7 separate regions of the Mus musculus genome follow, and regions 1, 2, 3, 5, 6 and 7 are each linked to region 4. Evidence: chromatin contacts called from public ChIA-PET, HiChIP or PLAC-seq and Micro-C data. All regions are on one chromosome and are shown on one strand. The core of a region is the stretch at or near the end of the contact, and the rest is flanking DNA. Distances in the headings are between cores, read along the strand shown. Region 1 overlaps Hdac4 (histone deacetylase 4). Region 2 holds the start of Gpc1 (glypican 1). Region 3 overlaps Hdac4 (histone deacetylase 4). Region 4 holds the start of Ndufa10 (NADH:ubiquinone oxidoreductase subunit A10). Region 5 overlaps Hdac4 (histone deacetylase 4). Region 6 overlaps Hdac4 (histone deacetylase 4). Region 7 overlaps Hdac4 (histone deacetylase 4).

Region 1 (2,700 bases), core at 25-2,524, 490 kb before region 4:
ATCAGCACCGACTGGGCTGCTGGGTGTCAGACGCTGCCTACGGGAACTGAGTCTTTTCACTTTGTCACTCTGTGCTAGCATCTCACTCATAGATGGGAAGATGAAGCCCATGGTCCCTGGCTTCCAAGAGAACAGACAGGAAGGGGCCTGAGTGTAGGGAGCGGTCCATGGTCACTGAGACACTGCTCTCAGAGCTGGAGGAGGGTGTCCCAGCAGACCAAGTGCTGTTCCTGTCCAGATCACTGACTTGGGAGAGCCAAGGGCATACTAGGGACAAAAAGCACAAGACAGGAAACCAATACCAAGCCCTACAGACCAACTCACCCCAGTAGGTGGGAACTCTAACACACCAACCAGAGGCTGGCCCAGGGGAACACTGGAACATGGACAACGCCAGTTCTAGGATTGCTCTGGCTGTGATTCTGAGTGAAGCAACAGGTGTGAAGAAGTCACCCACTGACCTAAGGATGATGTAGAGAACTGGGCCAAGTCACCAATAGGGAGGGTTGTGTGTCTCATGAGAAACATTCCACATGCCATCATTTCTGAAACAGTCCCTCCAAAGTGTGGTAACTGGGTAAATGTCACGAGTTTACTTTGTCTCAAACTTGTATTTTTCTAAATGCAATCATCCTCAAGCTGAGAAATCAACGGTCACTTCTGCACTTCATGCACTTGCTTCCTCGAGCTGTAGGGAAACCAATCAGTGGGAGAGCAGGAGGCTAAACAGAGGGCCACTGGCACTGACTGGTACTCCTTGGTCATTTTTCTAAGCAGGACACAGTTTTTTGCCACAGTTAAGGTAGCTATCACATTACAGAGAACCATAGAGTTTCTACTGTTGTATGGGCTCAGTTGTTCTTTCCAGCCTTCTTTAAAAGCTACAGGAGGCCAAGGAAACTGCTAACGCCACAGAGATCTCCTTGTGGTTCTTACCTGTGACAAGGGGTGTCTGGGTGGGTGGCTGCTCCAGCAGGACCATGTGCTGCAGGAGGGGGTTGTGAGCTGCTGCACCGTCCCTCTCCAGGGGCGAGGTGCTCAGGTACGGGGTGAGGTGGGTCCCAGGGAACAAGATCCGCTGCTGGAGAGCTGGGAGAGCAAGCCTCTCAGCATCCTGCTGACCTGCCGCACCCTGAAAGGCAGAACCAGTAAACTCAGGCTGTGGGAACTGGAGTAGACAACCACCCCATGCCACACAGACCCACAGAGGCCAACTTACAGCGGCAGGGCCAGTGGCAGGAAGTCCCAAGGTGATGTTGGGTAAGGATGGTGACGTGTAGAGAGGAAGTGGGGCGACTGAGCCTTCTCGAGTCACAAGTCTGTGTGCCAAGCTCGTCTGTAGACAGAAGACATTGTGACCGTCAGAGTCTACTACAGACATTCCAATACAAGCAGCATACCCAGGGCTGCAAGGGCACTTACAGCATGAGGTGCTGATGTGTGGTTGCCTGGTGCAAAACAAACTGTGCAGACTGTGGCCTCCAGTGCAGGGAAGACCACAGCATGCCACCGGAACTGAATCAGGGCTCCCATTCCTGAGTTTTCCCCTCTTAATGGGCTCCTGCTACCTTGTTTGTTTTTATTCAATCTGCCTACTTACCATAAAGCTATGGGTAGGATATTTAGAACAACACATCTTAAAATATTTTTGTAGTTAGAAGTTTTTCAAGAATGACATCAAAAGCAGAAAGCAAGGAGAAAGTTAATGGTGAGGAGGAAAAACCCTGTTCTTATAAAGGTAGATGATGACAGGAATCTGCAATGCGCAGGAAAAACAAAGACTGGAATATAAAGAACTTGTCAATCATAGACCAATTAACATGAGAGCAGAACTCAATAAAGACAATGACAAAAGCACCCATTTTAAGGGAAATGAAAAAATGCTCAACTTTTATCAGTGACTGAAAAACATATTTACCAAGTCATCAAACTGACAGATTTTGTAAAAGCTCAGAAAAGCTGAACCAAGTGGTCATGGGATTATAAACTGCTGTCCTTTTTTGCAGATTGATTTCGCAGTCTGTGTTTGGAAGCCTTAAAAGCTGTGTTGCTCTTGACTGTGAGGCTCCACTCTGAATGCAGTGGGAAGAAACAGCCCTAAGAAAATGGCTCCCAAGCACATGAAGTCAGCCACAGGGTCATTTAAGCAGTCTGATGGCAGCAGAGTATGTGGCTTCCACCTTGCTGCAAGTCATAGCTAAAAGAACACAGGGACTTGTACATATCAACACACAGAGGTCAGGGACTGCCCTGATAATCATGCTAGCCGTTATTTCTGTTTATTAGAGGTTATTATTCTGTCATTACTGGTGTTACTTCTAAGGTCAGTGTTAGAGGTACATTTAGGGTAGGTTTGTCACTAGAGTTAGTGTTCTTCTTGGGGTTGGAGCAGAGGTTAGGCTTAGGGTTACTATTGGTGGCAGAGCTAGGGTTAGGATTAGGTTACAGCTTGGTATAAAATTAGTGCAGGAGCTTCCTGGGAGTGTTGGGGTTCCTCAGTGAGCCTGGGCCAGTGGTCAGACATTGCATACTCTGCAGGAGTGTGAGCATGTGCAGTTTGTAATAAGAGGTGTGTTAACTACCAGCACTTCAGGCTTTTGGGACACTGCTGGGGTTCCCCAGGGACACTACCATGAATAGCTAACACATGAGCAGCCCTCAGGCACAAGTTCATCCAATTCTAGAATGTGAAATTCAAAA
Region 2 (2,700 bases), core at 98-2,597, 360 kb after region 4:
AGGAGCAGTGTTACAGTAGAGGGATGTGAGGATATCTGCTCCGATAGATTGGTTTTCCATTGTTACTCTCAAGCAATGACTGCAGAGATTAATTGGATCACTTTCCTAGGAGTTAGGACAGGAAACCCACCCCCTAAGGTGGACAGAACCCCTGACGGGAGGACATCCTGAGGCATGGGTGATTGGGGGTTTTGCCACAAACCTGCAAAGCCCTGATTCAGCTGAATCCAAGAGCGCTGCACTCTATTGACACATAGTGGTAATCTATGACTCTCAACCATAAACCACATCTCGCTTTCTTCCCATTCCCAGATTAGGTATCTAGATTCAGTCTAACCTCAGCTATGATGGCCTCTTCATAGGATAAAGGGAACAGCAGGAGGGATAGTGCTGCCCGGCAGCAGCTAAGCAAGAAACTCCAGACCCAGCACCATCACCAGCTCCCAGGTAGGTCCCAGGTAGGGTCCCTTCTCCCCACAATCATCCCTGCAGCTGCGTGACAGTTGGTGGTCTGCCACACCTGGCCTGGAGTTGAGCTGCCCAACATTAACTCCTCGCTCTATTCCTTTTGCCAGAGGTCACCTACCACGCTGCACCCAAGCCTACAGACCTGCCTCTGCCCCATTGCTCTAGCACCTAAATAGTCACGAAGAGGGACCGTAACAGTCGCTGGCAATCTGCATCAACTGAAGTCATCTGAGCTGATGAAGGCTAGTTTTTTTTTTTTTTTTTTTGGCCAGTTTTCAGCCCCCTCATCCTCCTCCAAAACACGTCAGACGAGAACTGGAGCCGCTCAGGGGCGGCTAGAAAGGGCGTATGGATGTAGGAGTTGTTGCTGGGGGGTGGGGGGCAGCAGGTGAGTAGGGAAGTGACCGGACCAGGACTGAGTAGTAGAAGCGCTAAGAGAGCAAGCCGGTAAGGTGAAGGATGGAAAGGAGCAAAGAGATGCCGAATTCGGCTGGGGGCGGGGAAGCTCCTGATTGGCCAGCGGAGGACGTGATGTCACGTCCGGCGAGGGAAGCCCTGCCTCAGCTGCCCCCCCCCCCCGCCCTGCCCCCGCCCCCACAGGTGGTGCCGCCGCCCTGGGTGCTGGGCTGGGGGGGACACCTTAGGGGACCCCGGACTCGGCCTTTGCACTCCAGGCTCTCCCCGCCGCCTCCCATCTCACCCAGGCAACGGAGCACATCGCCTGGGCTGAGAGAACATTCCCTCCTCTCCCTCCGGAGAGCGAAGGGGCGCCCGGTGCGCCCCGATCGTGCCCCGCCTCGCCCCGCCCCGCCCCGCCCGGGCGCTCCCCTCTTCCCGCCCGCGCTCCCCGCCCCTCCCTGCCCCTCTCCGCGGCCGCCGTGGGGCCGGGCGGGCGGCGGGGGAGGCGCCGAGCCGGGGCTGCGCGTTCGCCCGCCGCGCTCTAGGCGGCCCGACTGAGCGGCCGGACCTCGCGCCTCGCGCCTAGCTCCCCGCGCCGCAGCCGCAGCCGGCTTTTGTTGTCTCCGCCTCCTCGACTGCCACCGCCTCTGGACCACGAGCGTCGCGCGCTGGGACCTTGGCTCTGCCCTTCGCGCACACTGGGCTGAGCGGGCCGGCCGGGACCGAGGGAGGCGCGCACCGGCGGCCAGGGAGCCTCGGGCCCCGCCATGGAACTCCGGACCCGAGGCTGGTGGCTGCTGTGCGCGGCCGCCGCGCTGGTCGTCTGCGCCCGCGGGGACCCCGCCAGCAAGAGCCGGAGCTGCAGCGAAGTCCGCCAGATCTACGGGGCTAAGGGCTTTAGCCTGAGCGATGTGCCTCAGGCAGAGATCTCGGGTGAGTAAGGGCGCTGCGTCCGGGGGCACCGGACCCTAGCACTCGGGAGGTCTGATCTGGGCCCCTACCCGCGCCGCAGCTAGCCCCGGGCGCCAGAACCCGCCGCCTGGACTTGGAGTGGCCTCCTGCTCCTCAACTGGTCTATACCCCACGGCCCTCGCCCCCGAGCTCCGATCCGCTCTGTTGCTGCCCAGTTCCCAGCCACTACGCTCTAGAGTCCCTTCCCCATAGCAATCTGCGCTCCCTTTGGGTTAGGGTTGTTGCTGGGCGTCTTTGGTCCCCGGCTTGGCCCACTGTGCTGGCGGGGCAGCAATCCCAGCTCCGGGACAGCGTGCCTGCCGCCCTTGCGGCGAAGCAAGCGGTAGCTCTGGGACGGTCTATTGGGTCGCATATCCCGGTTGCAGTGGGCTAGGAACTTCTCTATGCGGATCTCTCCCAGAGGCGTCAAGGGTTCTGCTTAGGAATTTACGCGGATCCACAGCAGGAGCCGCCTAGGTGGGATTTATGGGGGAGATCCTACACTTCAAGCCTGGGTTCTAAGGAAATGTGAGCCCGCTGCGCGATTCAGGGGACCCCAGGGCTCGAGGGGATTCCTACCTAGGAACTTGTGCCCGCCAGCGCCCCTATCCTAGCACACTCGTGGTCTGACCGGGCGCTCCGGGCCGCCTGGAGCTGCGAGCCCAGCTGCAGGTGGTCGGCGTCTTGGATCCCGCCCAGGGGCCTTGTCATCTCTTTGTAAGAAGAGCGGCCCTCCTGGCGGCGGCCTCGGCCCTGCAGCTGCTGAGAGCAGCCCTTCCCCTCCCTTCCCTTCCCTGCTGCCTCAGGAGCTCTGGGAACCGAATCTTTATGAGCTTGGAGTGCCTATGCAATGTCCCAAGGACCTCCCAAGCCCCAGGCTTT
Region 3 (2,700 bases), core at 10-2,509, 510 kb before region 4:
TGGTGGCTGGAGAGACAGCCATGGGTTCTGGGAACTTAACTCTTATGTTTTTGGTTGTGAGCCTAGCCTTTAAGGATGGAGTCATCTCTCCAGCTTGAGCTTGACTTTATTAAAGAGCATGTCTAAGACATGGGGAAGGGACTACACATGACATGTGCCAGTTCTTCCAGGACTCTCTGTAGACTACTCTCTGGGCATCACAGGTCAGTGTCTGTAACCTGACCAAGCTCCTTTCTGCAGAGAGGAAGGAATAAACCCCAGGATTCCAGGCTGCTATCATGGCAAGACTTTCTGCTATTTTGTCCCCAGTTATGTCTACCAGCTGCTTCCGTTAGGGTGGTGATGCTAACGGGAGCAAGAGGAAAGTGCTTTATAGGAAGTACAGACAGAAATATCTGGGAAATGAAGCTGAATACTGACAACGGAGCATGTGGCAAATCTGGGTGAGCCCTGGGAATGAGGGGCTCAAGTTGCAGTCGGAGGAGGTAGAAGCCAGCAGAAGCCAGCCTACATTTCCAGGCAGGGCAGGGCAGGAGCAGGAAGTCAAAGACACAGGCCTTTACTAGTCTCAAGTTCACAATAATGAGGTGAACAAAACAGAAGAGTTTTTATTTGGTTTGGAAAAAAAAGATCAAAAGTATTTCAAACTTTTACTTAACAGAGCGAATAAGGATTGGTTTTTTACATTCTAAAAGAACTACCATATGACAGAACTGGCAATGGGAAGCTGCTTCCAGGTACAGAGGGGCCTGCCCTTAGGTCCCCACTCCTCATCCCACACAGGTCTCAGATTTCCCATAGCATCTGCACTGCTCTTTCTGACACCTCAGTGGGTGGAGGGGGAGCGAGCCCTGGAAATCTTGGGAGGAAAACTGAGTCCATGGCTGTAGCAGAGACCCAAAGAGACACTAAGTCAGAGCTTCTGGGCTGCCTTGCTGCCTCTGGGCCTCCCTTCTGCAGGCTGGGCCCCATGGGCTCCCCTCACATCTGTTCAGTACGCCTGCATTCATTTGGCATGCCGGTTGGACCTCAGATCTGGGGTTAGTTGTGCAGGAGTCTGCCTGGGTTTGACCCCTAGGTCTGAGCTTGCATTTAGTTTTCATTTGCAAATTATAAATGCTGCCTCGCACAGGACCCTCTGGCTGCAGGGCAGTGCAAATCCAAATCTTTTCAAGTTGGGCCAAAAATTTGCCCTGAATTAAGAGATTGCAGCCTATTTACAATACAAAACAAAATAACTCCAGGAGAGCTTGGTGGTAGTATGAATAGATGCCATCATTCTCTTTCTGACGGGGCAATTTTCAAAGCAGCGATTTCTGTAAAGACTCAGGAAGAAAACAATTTTGTTTCATTTCCATAACAGAATCCAGACCTCAGCTTCACCTCACAATCTGTGATCAAACACAGCACAGGTTTTGCTAGGACAAGTTTGGCCATGTGTTGGCCCAACACACCAGGCGCTGTTGTGACTCTGAAGGTCAGAAGATCAGACAGGAGGCTTGGTCCCACTCTCTTATCCCAGGGGACAAGAGTACTGCAGAACCTCTGCCTCCTGAGGCCAATTTGGCAGCACAAGCTAAGGCTGTCTACACAGGTGGAGTAGATATCTTGACGGCTGCCTAGTTTTTTGTCATTTGTGTGTCTGAGTCTGTTCTCCAAGTGACTAGCTACTCGTATCACCTGGTTATAGAAATGCAAGGCCACCATAAACCAGAGAATGTCTTACAAATGTCATCTGACCCATGGATGCTCTGGTCACTGCACAGAAAACTATCTGGAGTACAAACTAGAGCGTGGCAAGAAAAGTCCACAATTCCCTAAGAGGCCTCTGTGGCCTGTATGGACAAGCATGTAGCACTGCTGTGAACGTACGCCATGAGGCACAGTGTACACATGAGGTGCGTAAGAGCTGTGGCCTAGTAAGATGCATTGTTAGACAACCTTCCCCAAAGAAAGGTGCCTGAGTTCCGTGAAAAAAAAACAAAAAAAACAAAAAAAACAAAAAAACCAAAAAAAACCAAAAACGCTCTCAGTCCCTTTGAAGCCCCAGATGGCCCCGCCCACCCCATAGTACTGTTTATGGAAAACACCTGGCAGCCATTACCCACTCGAGAGAGCAAGGCAATGATTTCTGTGACCACTGAGGCCCTGAGAACAAACAGGACATTATTTACACATTAAAGAAATGCTTACCCCAACACCACCACAAGGAAGCCTGACGAACACTGAGGTCAGCGAGCCTGTGGGGAGAAGGACAGGGTCAGAAGATCAGGGTAGCACTGGCTCTGTGAGTGCCCAGTCTGAAAAGCATGCTGTGGACCCTAGGACAAGACTGGTTCTTAGAGTCCCACAGGCTCTGCTGCAAGACTCTACCACCAGGCAGCAAGGGCAAGGAGAGTGGCTCTGCCAGAGTCTGAAAGGAAGCAGCGTTTTATGGGTAGGCAGCCACAGGAGGTGGGAGTGGGCCCCTGAGGAGTTGGCACAGCCTTGCACAGTCCAGACACCATGCTGCCCATACATCTTGTGGGTAGGGGAGCTTGTTTGTACCTGACAGTGTTCCTATTACAGAACAGAACCTCTTCTGTTGAGGGCTGGCAGATCTAGGGGTTAGGGGAGGCTGGTTGTGTTTACATATCTGGCTGGAGTTCCTAGCATGGATCTGAGTAAACTCGCCCACTCCTGGCCTGCAGCTAAATGCAC
Region 4 (2,719 bases), core at 30-2,529:
CAACATCTGGCTTAAGAAATATTGTCTAGATTGTGTACGTGTGTGTGTGTGTGTGTGTGTGTGTGTGTTAAAAGAGAAACAAGTACTCTTAACAGCTGTGCAGCCCCACAAATAAATTCTAAGTGTAACTGTCAAAGTCTATGTAAAAAAAGAAAGCACTGTGTCAGGTAATATGTGTGACTGATTACACGAGTCTAGCATAGGCAAAATGACAAAAATCATCAAAAGCACAGTGGCTGTCAGGAGTTGACAGGGTGGGAAATAAATGAATATTAAGGACAATAGATTTTTTTTTTTTTAGGGCTGTGAACTACTCTGTGTGTATTGTAAAGTCCAAAATATAATATTGCTCATTGTGCAAAACAATAAAACTTCACAGCATAAAGAATGAACTCAATGCATGAAAAGCTTAGGGTGGAACGGGGTGTGACTGAACTTCCGACATGTGAATATATGAAACGACTTCACTGAAGAGGGTGATGTGAAGATACAGGGGAAGGAGTGTGGTCTCTGAGGGTCAAGGTCAAGAGTGGATTGTGAATATGCTCTGTGCTCTTGCTGCTGTGCTCCACTGCGATCCTAATAGGCTTAAGCTGACAGTGCTAATTCATAGTGGGGCTTAGGCTGACAGTGCCGATCCAGGCTCACATTCACACACACCTCGTCTCTCTCTGGTTCACATCTATACCTCTTTCACACACAGATCACTCCTGTTCAAAATAAAAATCCTTAGCATGACTGTCAACCCCTTTCCGATTTACCACCTATGTAGTTCTAGCTACTATAAAGCAAAGAAGTTATGATGCCGTCATAAGACGTGTCCTGTTTCCAGCCACGGTCCCCTAAGCACCTACTGTCACCCATTATTCTGCATGCACCCTAAAAGGTCCTAATCCTCCCCAATCTACCCCAAATCTCTGTTGCTGCTCCACATCACGTCACCCCAGAGTCTACAAGGCGTTCCACAAAGCAGTTTCTGAACCGATGAGCATGCGGGCCCAGGCTCCGGAGCTCCGGCATCTCGGCTCTCCGTATGCAGCCGGGAAAGTGAGTCCCGCTGCACCGGTGCTGTGAGCGGAGGCCTCAGGAGCTCGCGGCTCACGGGTCTGACAGACGCCGCCGGAGCGTCAGGGCTCGGAGCCGACAGGCCGAGATCCAAGCAAGGAGAGCCACCCGCCGCTCACCACGCGCTGGGCTCCGGCCGCGAGGCCGCGCGCGGGAGCCGACGCCGGGACGAGTCTCAGCAACCTCAAGGCCATGACTTCGCCGTCTGCGCCGGCTCAAGGACCAGAGGGACATGAACGCGACGGGGTCCTAGCTCGTCCGCGGCGCGCTGCCATGACGTCACCACTGAGTGTTCGCGGCGCCTGTCGAAAAAAGAAAATATTCCGGAACTGGGACGGGGCGGGGCCAGAGGGAAGGGGCGGAGCTTAGGCTTGTCGACGCTCTAGTTGCTTGAGCTTAGATTGTTTGGGCGAGGAGCGCGCCTAGATCCTAGACAAGTTATAGTATGAAAGTGGCAAAGGGCTAGAAGTCCTGCCTGGGCCTTGAGGCTCCCAGCTTTGAGCTCGGGTTCTCGCAGATGCTTGAGTTGTGTGACAAAAGTGTGACCCCCCACTCCCAGGTGTTCTGTGGGGTGAATCCTCTCGCTCCCCAGAATCTGTGCTGTCTCCCTGCTCCACGCCCAAACGTAGACCCACTTTCTGTTTGAGTTCTGTAGGGAGGATCCGCTCCCCGCCCTTCTGGTCGCTGAGGAGAGAGTCCATTCCCCATCTGAGTTCTAGGGGCGTCACATTCTCCCTGCCTAGGTTTCTGAGAGAAGGACCTGTCATCAGCTTGAGCCCTGTGGGGGCAACCAATTCACGACCTAGCAGTTCTGAGCTTTTGTAGTGCTAAGAGCTGAGGTGGCCACAGACCTGGCACCACCATATATCTCCAGTGCAGATCACCCTGCCTCATTTCCACAGCTGCCGACTTTATAGTCACCTCCTGGAAAGCTCTTCAGCTCCAAGAGCCTCTGAGGTGGAAGAGTGCAGTGCGCAGAAGCCAGGAAAGTGCTGATAGGGAGAGGATCCCCAAGACAATGAGGAGTTCTGGGTTGGGTTTGGACCACTTTCCATGTAGTTAACACAAAACCTCCCCCGCATTTCTGGATTTCTAGAAAGTCCTGTATCCTTACAGTACATTGAATACGGGAAGGGGAAACCTCTCCTCATTTCTTTTGAATCCTGATCATTATCTCATTTCCCTACTCCCCTCCAGTGTAATTCAAAAATCACTCAACCCCAAAAGAGAAATTTCCCAAGCACGTATGTTTTACTGAAGAATTTTACTTTATACATAAATATATGATACTAAATATGTACAGTCTCCTCCAGAAAACAGAAGCGATAATGCTTACTATCGCATGTTATGCTGCCATAACTGTCAAAGACAGTACAAAAATGTAAGACCTCCATATATCAGTATCTCAGCAAATTGAATCCAGCAACACATGAAATGAGTGGTGCACCACAAGCAATGGGATGTCATCCTAAAATCAACTGATATAAAAAACAAACTAACCAAAATAATTATGTGTGATCAGATTGCTTGGTTCAGGGAAAGCATTTGACAAAATTCAATATTCATTTAAAATAAAAGAACACATATGCTCCAACAAAGGCTACAGGGTGGCTGCTTCATCTTCATAAAGTATGCCCACAAAATCCTAAAGCTA
Region 5 (2,700 bases), core at 90-2,589, 410 kb before region 4:
CACAAAGAACCCCAAACTGTCTACCACTAGAACATCTTCCCTAGGAAGATATAAATGTAGAAAGTGGCAGTATGCACATAGCCAAGAAGCTCTAGAAACAAGAAACACACAGCATGTTCACAGAGGAACATGTGTGGAAGACAGCACACCCACAGGCAGGCACTGTCCAAGGGAAGAGCAGGCCTAGCTTAGCCATAGGGGGTCCTGGCACAGTACACATAGCTGGGTGTGTCAGAGGCTCAACAAGCACTGAGTGAGCCAGCAGGTGTGTGACAGCAAGGATGCAAAGGAATACACAGAAGAAACATCTTTGTCTGGATGGTCGCCTTAGCCACGTTGTAGTGTCTCCTGACCAGGGGCAGGTGTCTTGTGGAAGGTGCTATACATTGGCTCTCAGGGACAGGTCCGCCTCAGAGAACAACATGATCCATCAGACATTTATAAATGGGCACACAGATAGGATGATGACCTAGACAGGTCTGCAAACAGCACTCATCTCTCTGCTCCAGAACATCTTCATCCCTGGGGGATGGGGAGTAACTGGGTGCATTGTTTCAGGACAGTTTTACTCAAAGTAGAGGAGGAGAAAATAACCTTGGAAATAAGATATGCATGTTCCCCCAGAGCCCATGTAACAAGTAATGGATGACGACTACAAAGGGTAGTGCAGCAGTACCCACAGGCTCTTGAACTACAAGCAGCAGCTCTCAATATAGGCACCTTCAGTCAGGCAAAGGACATGGTACAGGGACAATTATCTCAAGCAAAGATGCAGCCCCAGCTCTGATGCCCACTGGGAATGAACTAACCTTACCTACTCCAGACATCAGCTGTCTATCTGTAGAAGCAGAAGTTGTGGTAGCCAACTCACAGAGGACTTGAGGAGAAGGGAAAGGCCATAACCTGGGGCCTTGTGGCCTATGAGGTTTGGGGTCAGACCTGCCCAGCTACATCAGTCCTGCAGAACCACCTTCCAGCTGGACTCCCTTGTCTGTTGATCTGATCAAGACTGGCTGATATGGGGAGTTAGGTTGACTTATATTGTAGGGAAGACCATGATCTGAGTTCAGTCAGAGTCTAGGCTAGCTCCTCCCTAAGGTGCTCCACCCCACAAATGCCAAAGCATCCGACTCCCTGAAAAGGGTGAGTCAGCAACCAAACCTACTTTATGGATGAGCCTGCCTCCAAACACTGTCCACACTGTTGAACATCACAAATCAGCTAAAGGTGTCTGTGGTTAAGTGACAGGAAGCTGGGGAACAGGTAGACGTTAACAATCAGCTCAAAGGAATGAGTCACTAATCCACAACAATAAGCCCTAAGCAGCCATCAGAGTCAGCGTCGGCTCACCCTGTGGCTAAACAGTGCTGAGCCTGTTAGCCACCCTCTCTGTGACTCTGCCTGCCCTGTGGTGCTCTTGGTGTCTTGATGATACGTGTTTGAGAAGCCTGGTGCCTTGGATGCCAGGAGCGAGGATAGCATAGAGGGCATGGCAGCCAAGTGCCGAAGGGGTGGACTGACCAGTATAGGCTCCAAGATCACTCTCCCCTCCACCACAAGGGCAGTGTGGGCTCAAAGACTTTCTCTTCTGGAATTTTGTAGAATTAATATTTGCTTTAATTCATGAAAAAGACATTTTCTTTTTCTAGACTGGTGTTAGAGAATCTTCCTAGCACTGAGCCTACGTCCTAAATTAGGAGTCTCACAAGTCAGGCTCCTGTTTGACCAGTTAGGTATTGTCTAAGTGCTTCCTTCACCTGAGCTTAGTCCTCAGGGTGGGAAGAGGAAGGGAAAGGACAGTTACTGTCCTTGTCCCAAGTTGGTGCTGACCAGGTAGTAAACCAACTTCCCATGCAGCATTTAGCTTACTGATCTGCACACAGGGCACTGAGCACAGGGTGCATGGCATCACTCTGCCAGAAACGCACTGACAGTGTGTCCTCCTGGCTAGTTGCTGAGCAGCTGGAGGGTCTGAAGGATACATTCTGGCCAATACCGAGTCCTGGCACCCCAAACTCCCAACAGCCAAAAGGTCTAGTAAATGGACTGTGTGGTATGAGAGACAATGGTGATGGCCTCTGAGCAGGTATCTTAAGGACATGAAGAAAGGGCTGTGTAAAGCACACTTTGGGTGTGTAGAAAGAAAGAGCTCTACAGGAGCAGGGAAGCACAGGCTGAGGATGGAGCACAGGCAGCACTGTATGTCTGGAAGAGCACAGTGGGACAGGAGCATGGCTGTGGGTCCCAGAGCCATGATGAGGATCATGGGGCTCAGGAAGACTTAAAGGTTCATTTCCAATGCTGAGAAGGAAATAAACTAGGACCACAGTACTAACTAGTAAAGTGGGCATGGGAAAGAGGTTGGGGAGCTCTTACAGAGCCCAAGGGTTGACACCCGCAGTCATCAAGAAGCTAGAAGGGTACTCTCTGGGGCCTACGTTGAAAGGCAGTCTATTAGGACTATCTATTAGAACTATTAGGACTACCAGCCTGTATGCAGCTTGGCCAGGTCATACACTTCCAGAGGTGTGGAGGCAGAGGTCTGGTGATGGCAAGTCCAAGAGAAAATTCTGCTGACTTGGAAACCCATTCAGCACTCTGAAGAAAACCACAGTGCTTAGGATTTGTTTAAGGGTTCAAATCTCACAATCCCTAAGAGTCCACAGTGTGCTTTGGTTTCATTTGCTCTGCAGACCATGG
Region 6 (2,700 bases), core at 87-2,586, 370 kb before region 4:
GGATAAATGTGAGAGGAGACAGGGCCATGCTACCTAATCGAAGTCACAATCTATCTATTAGTACCACAGGTATGTACCACATCAACTTTCTTCACAGGTTTCTATTCTTTGTAAAATGGTACATCCTGCTTTGTAAACAAGGATGACTATTTATGGTCATGGGCTCTGTACCAGCTCACTATCAATTCAGTATTTGTTACCCAGCCCCTGCCTCTCCAAGCATTTCTGTCCTGTTTGTGTCCAAACTTCACTTTGCTTCTGAAATAAAAGTGTCTCCACCAAGGTAAGAGATGACAACTGTGGTCAACAAGCAGGAAGGCTAACTGTGATAGTCTAGTAAGCACCAGAAGAGCCCAAGAGACAGGCATCCCATTTTATGGATGAGGAACACTGAGCCTCAGAGATCCAATGTCTCCAATCAAGAGACAAACTGACCTCCAGAGTCTATGCAAACAGACCAGCAGCAGGACCTATACTAACAAAAAGTGGAATTTTCCCCAACACCAAAACGTGCAAGCATGCACACATTCACTTCAGTATCAAGGCAGTATGTGCTGCTAACAGCCCCAGAGTTCAGTGCCCCAAGCCCCGAGTCTCTGCTTTGCCTGTCTTCAGGAGTTGGTCTCCCTTTTCTTAGATGCTGACAGCTAGCTGCATGCCAATGCTTGATTTTAAAGGTCACCCCATAAACATTTCCTGTTTCAGGGCCACTTTAGATCAGGGTCACAAGGCTGGCTGGCATTTAAAAGAATCTGCACTGTTTTTGTTTTCTGCTTGTTAAGGACTACACATTCATCTTATTATCACTTCCGCTCATTTCCCTTGAAGATAAATCACTGAACTAAGGCCCAAAGGTGCTTAGGGATAGGGATGGACAGGGTGCTGCTTGTTCTCCATTCTAGGCTCTGATGCCAGTGCCTGAGAGGCCTAAGACATGGCCCAGGAAACCTGGGTAGCAGGTTAATTTGCTCAGCACTGGGTTGGTGATCACACTCATTCACTAGGCCTATCTGAGGCACACAATCTTAGAACTATTGTCTCTAATTCCTTGACATTCATTATTTCACTATTTCTGCCAAAAACATCAACAGACATGGAAATGGCTTCCAAAAGATGTTCCCTGCTTATAGGAGAAAATAATACAATCCCCATTCATGTTAATTTTTATATAAAGAACAACAGGAATGACACTTTATGCCAATAAGGGCTGGCCTATGTCCTTTCTTGGCATCAGTCAGGGTCACATGGAGGGTCACAAGACAAGTGCAGTAGTCACCCTCTAGTCCCACTGGGCTGTTCTATGCAGCTCTGATGGAATCAGAAACCAGAAAGAGACAATGAGGTACACTCAAGACCCAACATCTCCCATGAGCACCAGGCACAAGACCAGGAGTGTCTGCAGCCTGTCCAGATGCCACCACAATCACTATGTGAAATAGGTCCCCCAAAGTAGATTCCCTGTTGAAAAGAGCCCACCTTGCTTGTGTGGCAGTAATATGCCACTAAACTACCTGCAAACATAACCTTAATCTCTGTATTATGTCACTGAGACAGAGGGAGAGTGAACAGTTCAAGTCTAGACTCTAGCTCAGGTACCATGTGTTCTAAGGCACTGTGAAACCTTGCTGAGCTAAGTTGTCCTTAAGAAAACTGGTTTTGCTGGGTAAACACAAGGAGACTACATTACCATGTGATAGGTAGGCCCCCTTAGCTCTGTTCACTGCTAACAAAGTAGTATGAGTGTTGGCCACACTAGCAGCACCCCAAGTGTCAAAGATCAATCCATCACTAAATTACTATCCTAGCTTAAAACGTTCCCAAGACTTCCCAGAAACCCACACCATCAACCTCCCTTGCACAGCCCTACCAAGCACAGGGTAGGAACACACAGAAAACCACAAACACAAAAAGGAAACAGGGACCTAGAAGTAACATCAAAGCTTCTAGACACAGAGGCCAGTGGTGTTCCTCAAACTGATCAAGGCGAGGCCATGCTGCAAGCCCTCAGTCCCGTCAGATCACACTGCCACAGAGGCACACACCACCAAGGTCTCAGGCACACAAGGCCATGCTGTGGGACATGGACACTAAGTTCAAGGTAGCATCCTACCTGAAATCAGTCACTGGTGTATTCTTTTCCCTGTTGCAATCATGATGGAAAAAATGTGTTTCACACAACAGAGATGTTAGGGACTGAGACAGAGTTACCCCACCCCATCCCCCAAGCAAGCCTACTCATGAAACGTTCAGGAACAAGACAGAAACATTTGGGTCTCTCCAGAGAAGAGACAGATTGAATCTAGGCTTCACATCTGACTGGGCCAGACCCCTTTGACAAGCCACGGCTTATCCGAGGAGGTCAGACCTCTGGGCATCACAGGGGCTAAAACACAGGCAGAGACCAACCCCGCTACACACTGGAACCTTTGCATCTCCAGGAAGACTTGGGACAAGTTTTACTTACCCTGTAACCTTCTAGAGTCCCAGCAATCCTAGTTGTCACAAGTACCACCATCACTTGACAAAGACTAAGTGTACTATGGGGATTTCCTTACAAAGTCTTTGCAACCCCTCAGAGGTCATCACCTCAGCAACCTTTCTTCAGGCTCCAGACAGAACATGTGCCACAGGTAAAAAAGCTCCTGCATCTGGGCTCACAGTATAGAGCTTTTGCAGGTGCCCTGTGGCCGACACTAGAAT
Region 7 (2,700 bases), core at 143-2,642, 440 kb before region 4:
CCCATCTCTAATTTTCACAGGAGGATACCATTAGGAATGCCTAGCAGCTCTTTCAACATCAAGTATACAACCTTTAAAAGGATCATCTGAGTTAACTTCAAGAACACGACAGGCCAATCATCCCTGCCAGTGAACCCATATACTGGTCACAGGGATAGTTGAAGTGGAAACTTAAGGGTTCACGGAGAGTCAGTTGTTCTGGATGGTGTTTTGCTGGGCAAACACATGAAGGAGTGTTTTCCTGAAGTGGACACAGGTGAAAGACTAAGGCAGACTCATGAAAGAACATTTCACTGAAGCAGATACTGGAGAGGATGTTCTGCTAAAGCAAGTACTCAAAAGCACACATGACGAAGGATTCTTTTTTAACAACATGCATGTATTGGTCCATCTTACATTGCATAGTTGAGCTGCATTTGTCAGGACTCCATAGAGAGAATCACAGTAAAAAAAAATCTTCTGGTGGTGTACTGCAGTTTCTTGCCACTTCCAGGGACTCAGGCTGATTGGCAGAGTAATATCAGCTGAGACAGACGCACATGCTGAAGCAAGGCACAAGGTAGACATGTGATGTTTGGAGGGTATAATTAGTACTCGATGGAGTGATGGAGACAGGCTGGGCTTGCTAGTACGGCTGTGCAATGCTTGCGGGTCTCGTGTCTTCCCTTCTCTGAGAGAGGCACAGCCAAGAACTTCTCCTGCTGTTCCATCTAGTCACTTCTGCTGACTCGAGCCCAGGCTAAGGCCTGGCTGTGTCTGCTAGGTCCTGTTACCAGTGTTGCTACCTACCGAACTGGATTACTGGTGTATCTGAAGTGAGAGTGGATTGAGCTGCCACTGCCTGCTAACCTGTGAACCGAACTGCCAATTTCCAGACAACACAGACAGGAGTTGCTCCAAAGAACCTTTTTAAAGAGGTCCACTTCCCTACCCCTTATCTTTTCTTTTCCACTTTCTATGGTGAGTGGTGGGTTACAAGGGAGGTTAAAGCATTTAAGAACCATCATTAAAAATATGATTTGAAAAAAAATTAAACTTATAGATACTGGAGCTAGAGAAATGGCTCAGAGTTTAAGTGCACTTGCTGCTTAAGGACTAGAGTTCAGTTCACAGCACCCACGGTAAACAGCTCACAACTGCCAATAACTTCTAGCTTCAAGAAATCCAAATCCGATGCCTTCCTCTGGCCTCTACAGGCACAGCTGGGGGTACTGAATGCTTAGGGACTGGCAGGGCAGGATGTACAGAGGGCAGCTGGGGGGTGGGATGGACTTCCCATTGCAAATCCGGCAGTATAGCTCCAGCGGTGGAAAGACTAAGCTGCTCAGCTGCTCCTCCTCAGTTATAGGGCAGAGATATAGCCAGCTGGAACAGTTTCCATAGTAGCACTTCCCTGTTTCTTAGAGCCTGTTACAAGAAAACCACAATCACGCTTGGTCCAAAGGATACTAAAGTGAGTGTTGTAACAACTGAAACTCTTTTCAGTCAGAAGCCAACTGTACAGCACTGAGACTTCCCATTGCAAATCCAGCACTATAGCTCCTGACCTCCAGGTCAAGCTGGCCAGTCCCCTACCAAGGAAAGTAAAAGGGTCATTGGGGTCTCTGAACAAGAGCCAACATGTGTGACTGATGGGGCACACTTTGATAAAGAACAGCAGGGGGGCACTCTGAAGGTACTTGCCATGCACTGAACAGAGCTTTATCTTAACAAACTAAAGCTGATGACAGGGGGAGGCAGAGCTATTACCTGTGTTGAGTTCTGCTGCATCTTCATTCCGTATGCTCAGTTTACTAATGTTTTCATGCCTAAGGCATTCTTTTTAAAGCTTTAAAAGAAGCTGTAACCTTGGGTACTTTAAGGTACCCTAAACTTGTGAGCTGGACTGAAAAGTGAGTGAGTGTCACCTAAGACTGCTGCCCACTCTTCCCTCAGGCAGTGCCCATGCTTCCAGTCTCCACTTCCTAACTTCTAGGAGCCCAACAGCTGAAGAAGCAGCCAAGGACAGGGTTTGTTCTGGGCTCTGTGTGGACTACAGCTCTCCAGAGGGTACCTACACTGGAGGATTGAAGAAGAGAGGCATCACTCCCAGAGCACGAGCACCACAGAGCAAATAAGACCCATGTGACAGTTCACTGAGACCCCTCTTCAAGTCCACAGTGGGCCTGGGCTCAACTGTTCTACATGAGAGCAGAGGGCAGTGCTAGGTCCCAGCACTGGTCCCTCAATAAAGTCTGCCTGCCAGTGAGCTCCAAGAAGCACTTCCTTGCCACAATAAGTGTTGGGAAGGACAGAAAGCCTGCCTCGGCCTTTATCCTGAAGTACCAATCAGAAGTCCACTCTTGGCTACAGAAGGTGGAAGACAGCAGAAGACCAAAGGCCCTCTGTTACCTGTGACTCACATCCATACCTTGTCACTGCTGTTGCTTCCTCTCAAGTAAGGCCACCTTGGCAGACACAAAATGAGGCCTGGAACCCACACAGTCAAGGAGACTTGGTCATGGGCTCCTGAGAACATGGCCTGCTCATTCCCACAGTCATCATCAGGAGTCTGGCTGTAGCCCTGCTCAAGTGCCAGCTGCAGAGATTGAGGCCATGGTCCCCATTCACTCATGAGAGCATGGCATTGGCAGTTATGACAAGAATGACTTGTGCTATTTCTGTATCGAAATCACTGGAAATGCCACAAGTTCCCAACAG

The links. A called contact is a pair of places that touch in the nucleus more often than the background predicts. ChIA-PET counts read pairs in DNA pulled down with a chosen protein or histone mark. HiChIP or PLAC-seq counts read pairs in DNA pulled down with a chosen protein or histone mark.
Region 1: a contact with region 4 is called in an RNA polymerase II ChIA-PET map of memory CD8 T cells, with 39 read pairs. The contact joins the enhancer-like site here to the promoter of Ndufa10 in region 4. A contact is called at or near these places in 19 of 39 promoter capture datasets (the 3T3-L1 cell line, 3T3-L1-derived adipocytes, the HPC-7 cell line and 12 more), 1 of 15 datasets of contacts at CTCF or cohesin (large pre-B cells), 2 of 484 Hi-C or Micro-C datasets (bone marrow-derived macrophages and stem cell-derived primordial germ cell-like cells), 23 of 115 datasets of contacts at active chromatin or transcription factors (the NIH/3T3 cell line, SST interneurons, bone marrow-derived macrophages and 15 more) and 4 of 9 other capture datasets (adipose tissue, embryonic stem cells, liver and 1 more).
Region 2: a Micro-C map of embryonic stem cells shows a contact between it and region 4, with 5 times the contacts expected there. The contact joins the promoter of Gpc1 here to the promoter of Ndufa10 in region 4. A contact is called at or near these places in 11 of 39 promoter capture datasets (the 3T3-L1 cell line, cranial neural crest, embryonic stem cells and 6 more), 9 of 484 Hi-C or Micro-C datasets (CD4 T cells, CD8 T cells, cerebral cortex and 5 more), 9 of 115 datasets of contacts at active chromatin or transcription factors (SST interneurons, effector CD8 T cells, embryonic brain and 6 more) and 2 of 9 other capture datasets (adipose tissue and liver).
Region 3: a contact with region 4 is called in an H3K4me3 HiChIP or PLAC-seq map of embryonic stem cells, with 15 times the contacts expected there. The contact joins the enhancer-like site here to the promoter of Ndufa10 in region 4. A contact is called at or near these places in 26 of 39 promoter capture datasets (the 3T3-L1 cell line, 3T3-L1-derived adipocytes, the C10 cell line and 17 more), 3 of 15 datasets of contacts at CTCF or cohesin (embryonic stem cells, large pre-B cells and pro-B cells), 9 of 484 Hi-C or Micro-C datasets (ECoMG-derived neutrophils, the G1E-ER4 cell line, the MC3T3-E1 cell line and 6 more), 39 of 115 datasets of contacts at active chromatin or transcription factors (the HPC-7 cell line, the NIH/3T3 cell line, the SCID.adh cell line and 27 more) and 5 of 9 other capture datasets (adipose tissue, embryonic stem cells, liver and 2 more).
Region 5: a contact with region 4 is called in an RNA polymerase II ChIA-PET map of memory CD8 T cells, with 167 read pairs. The contact joins the enhancer-like site here to the promoter of Ndufa10 in region 4. A contact is called at or near these places in 9 of 39 promoter capture datasets (3T3-L1-derived adipocytes, HPC-7-derived erythroid cells, cranial neural crest and 6 more), 5 of 484 Hi-C or Micro-C datasets (CD4 T cells, CD8 T cells and natural killer cells), 14 of 115 datasets of contacts at active chromatin or transcription factors (astrocytes, bone marrow-derived macrophages, effector CD8 T cells and 7 more) and 4 of 9 other capture datasets (adipose tissue, embryonic stem cells, liver and 1 more).
Region 6: a contact with region 4 is called in an H3K27ac HiChIP or PLAC-seq map of regulatory T cell precursor, with 4 times the contacts expected there. The contact joins the enhancer-like site here to the promoter of Ndufa10 in region 4. A contact is called at or near these places in 12 of 39 promoter capture datasets (the 3T3-L1 cell line, 3T3-L1-derived adipocytes, the SN4741 cell line and 7 more), 6 of 115 datasets of contacts at active chromatin or transcription factors (bone marrow-derived macrophages, effector CD8 T cells, embryonic fibroblasts and 3 more) and 3 of 9 other capture datasets (adipose tissue, embryonic stem cells and liver).
Region 7: a contact with region 4 is called in an H3K4me3 HiChIP or PLAC-seq map of bone marrow-derived macrophages, with 3 times the contacts expected there. The contact joins the enhancer-like site here to the promoter of Ndufa10 in region 4. A contact is called at or near these places in 8 of 39 promoter capture datasets (the 3T3-L1 cell line, the C10 cell line, HPC-7-derived erythroid cells and 5 more), 9 of 115 datasets of contacts at active chromatin or transcription factors (bone marrow-derived macrophages, embryonic forebrain, embryonic stem cells and 3 more) and 2 of 9 other capture datasets (adipose tissue and liver).

What each region holds. Positions count from the first base shown.
Region 1 is chr1:91,983,442-91,986,141 of GRCm38.p6, forward strand. It overlaps Hdac4 (histone deacetylase 4), which reads right to left. Exons shown (of 27, transcript NM_207225.2): 10 at 1,220-1,336; 11 at 937-1,132. Among named protein-coding and RNA genes, the nearest start is that of Gm46242, 110 kb to the left of the region's middle. Within about 2 kb of position 1,275, at least 54 of the 459 cell types and tissues checked have an H3K27ac peak or open chromatin away from gene starts, as enhancers often do. A contact at or near this core is called in effector CD8 T cells, hematopoietic stem and progenitor cells, memory CD8 T cells and 3 more, where this site is marked.
Region 2 is chr1:92,830,298-92,832,997 of GRCm38.p6, forward strand. It overlaps Gpc1 (glypican 1), which reads left to right and starts at 1,348. Exons shown (of 9, transcript NM_016696.5): 1 at 1,348-1,800. The coding sequence starts at 1,635. Gm29481 (a long non-coding RNA gene) reads right to left here. Exons shown (of 3, transcript XR_003947946.1): 1 at 2,398-2,700.
Region 3 is chr1:91,962,587-91,965,286 of GRCm38.p6, forward strand. Hdac4 (histone deacetylase 4) reads right to left here. Exons shown (of 27, transcript NM_207225.2): 17 at 2,194-2,240. Among named protein-coding and RNA genes, the nearest start is that of Gm46242, 84 kb to the left of the region's middle. RefSeq lists an enhancer at 342-2,700. Within about 2 kb of position 1,260, at least 23 of the 459 cell types and tissues checked have an H3K27ac peak or open chromatin away from gene starts, as enhancers often do. A contact at or near this core is called in embryonic stem cells, neural stem cells, second pharyngeal arch cranial neural crest and 1 more, where this site is marked.
Region 4 is chr1:92,472,479-92,475,197 of GRCm38.p6, forward strand. It overlaps Ndufa10 (NADH:ubiquinone oxidoreductase subunit A10), which reads right to left and starts at 1,280. Exons shown (of 10, transcript NM_024197.1): 1 at 1,185-1,280. The coding sequence starts at 1,259.
Region 5 is chr1:92,063,257-92,065,956 of GRCm38.p6, forward strand. The region is part of intron 2 of Hdac4 (histone deacetylase 4); the gene reads right to left. Among named protein-coding and RNA genes, the nearest start is that of Hdac4, 120 kb to the right of the region's middle. Within about 2 kb of position 1,340, at least 64 of the 459 cell types and tissues checked have an H3K27ac peak or open chromatin away from gene starts, as enhancers often do. A contact at or near this core is called in CD8 T cells, effector CD8 T cells, memory CD8 T cells and 3 more, where this site is marked.
Region 6 is chr1:92,102,910-92,105,609 of GRCm38.p6, forward strand. The region is part of intron 2 of Hdac4 (histone deacetylase 4); the gene reads right to left. Among named protein-coding and RNA genes, the nearest start is that of Hdac4, 76 kb to the right of the region's middle. Within about 2 kb of position 1,337, at least 31 of the 459 cell types and tissues checked have an H3K27ac peak or open chromatin away from gene starts, as enhancers often do. A contact at or near this core is called in bone marrow-derived macrophages, memory CD8 T cells and regulatory T cell precursor, where this site is marked.
Region 7 is chr1:92,033,064-92,035,763 of GRCm38.p6, forward strand. All of the region lies in intron 3 of Hdac4 (histone deacetylase 4), which reads right to left. Among named protein-coding and RNA genes, the nearest start is that of Hdac4, 150 kb to the right of the region's middle. Within about 2 kb of position 1,393, at least 37 of the 459 cell types and tissues checked have an H3K27ac peak or open chromatin away from gene starts, as enhancers often do. A contact at or near this core is called in bone marrow-derived macrophages and hematopoietic stem and progenitor cells, where this site is marked.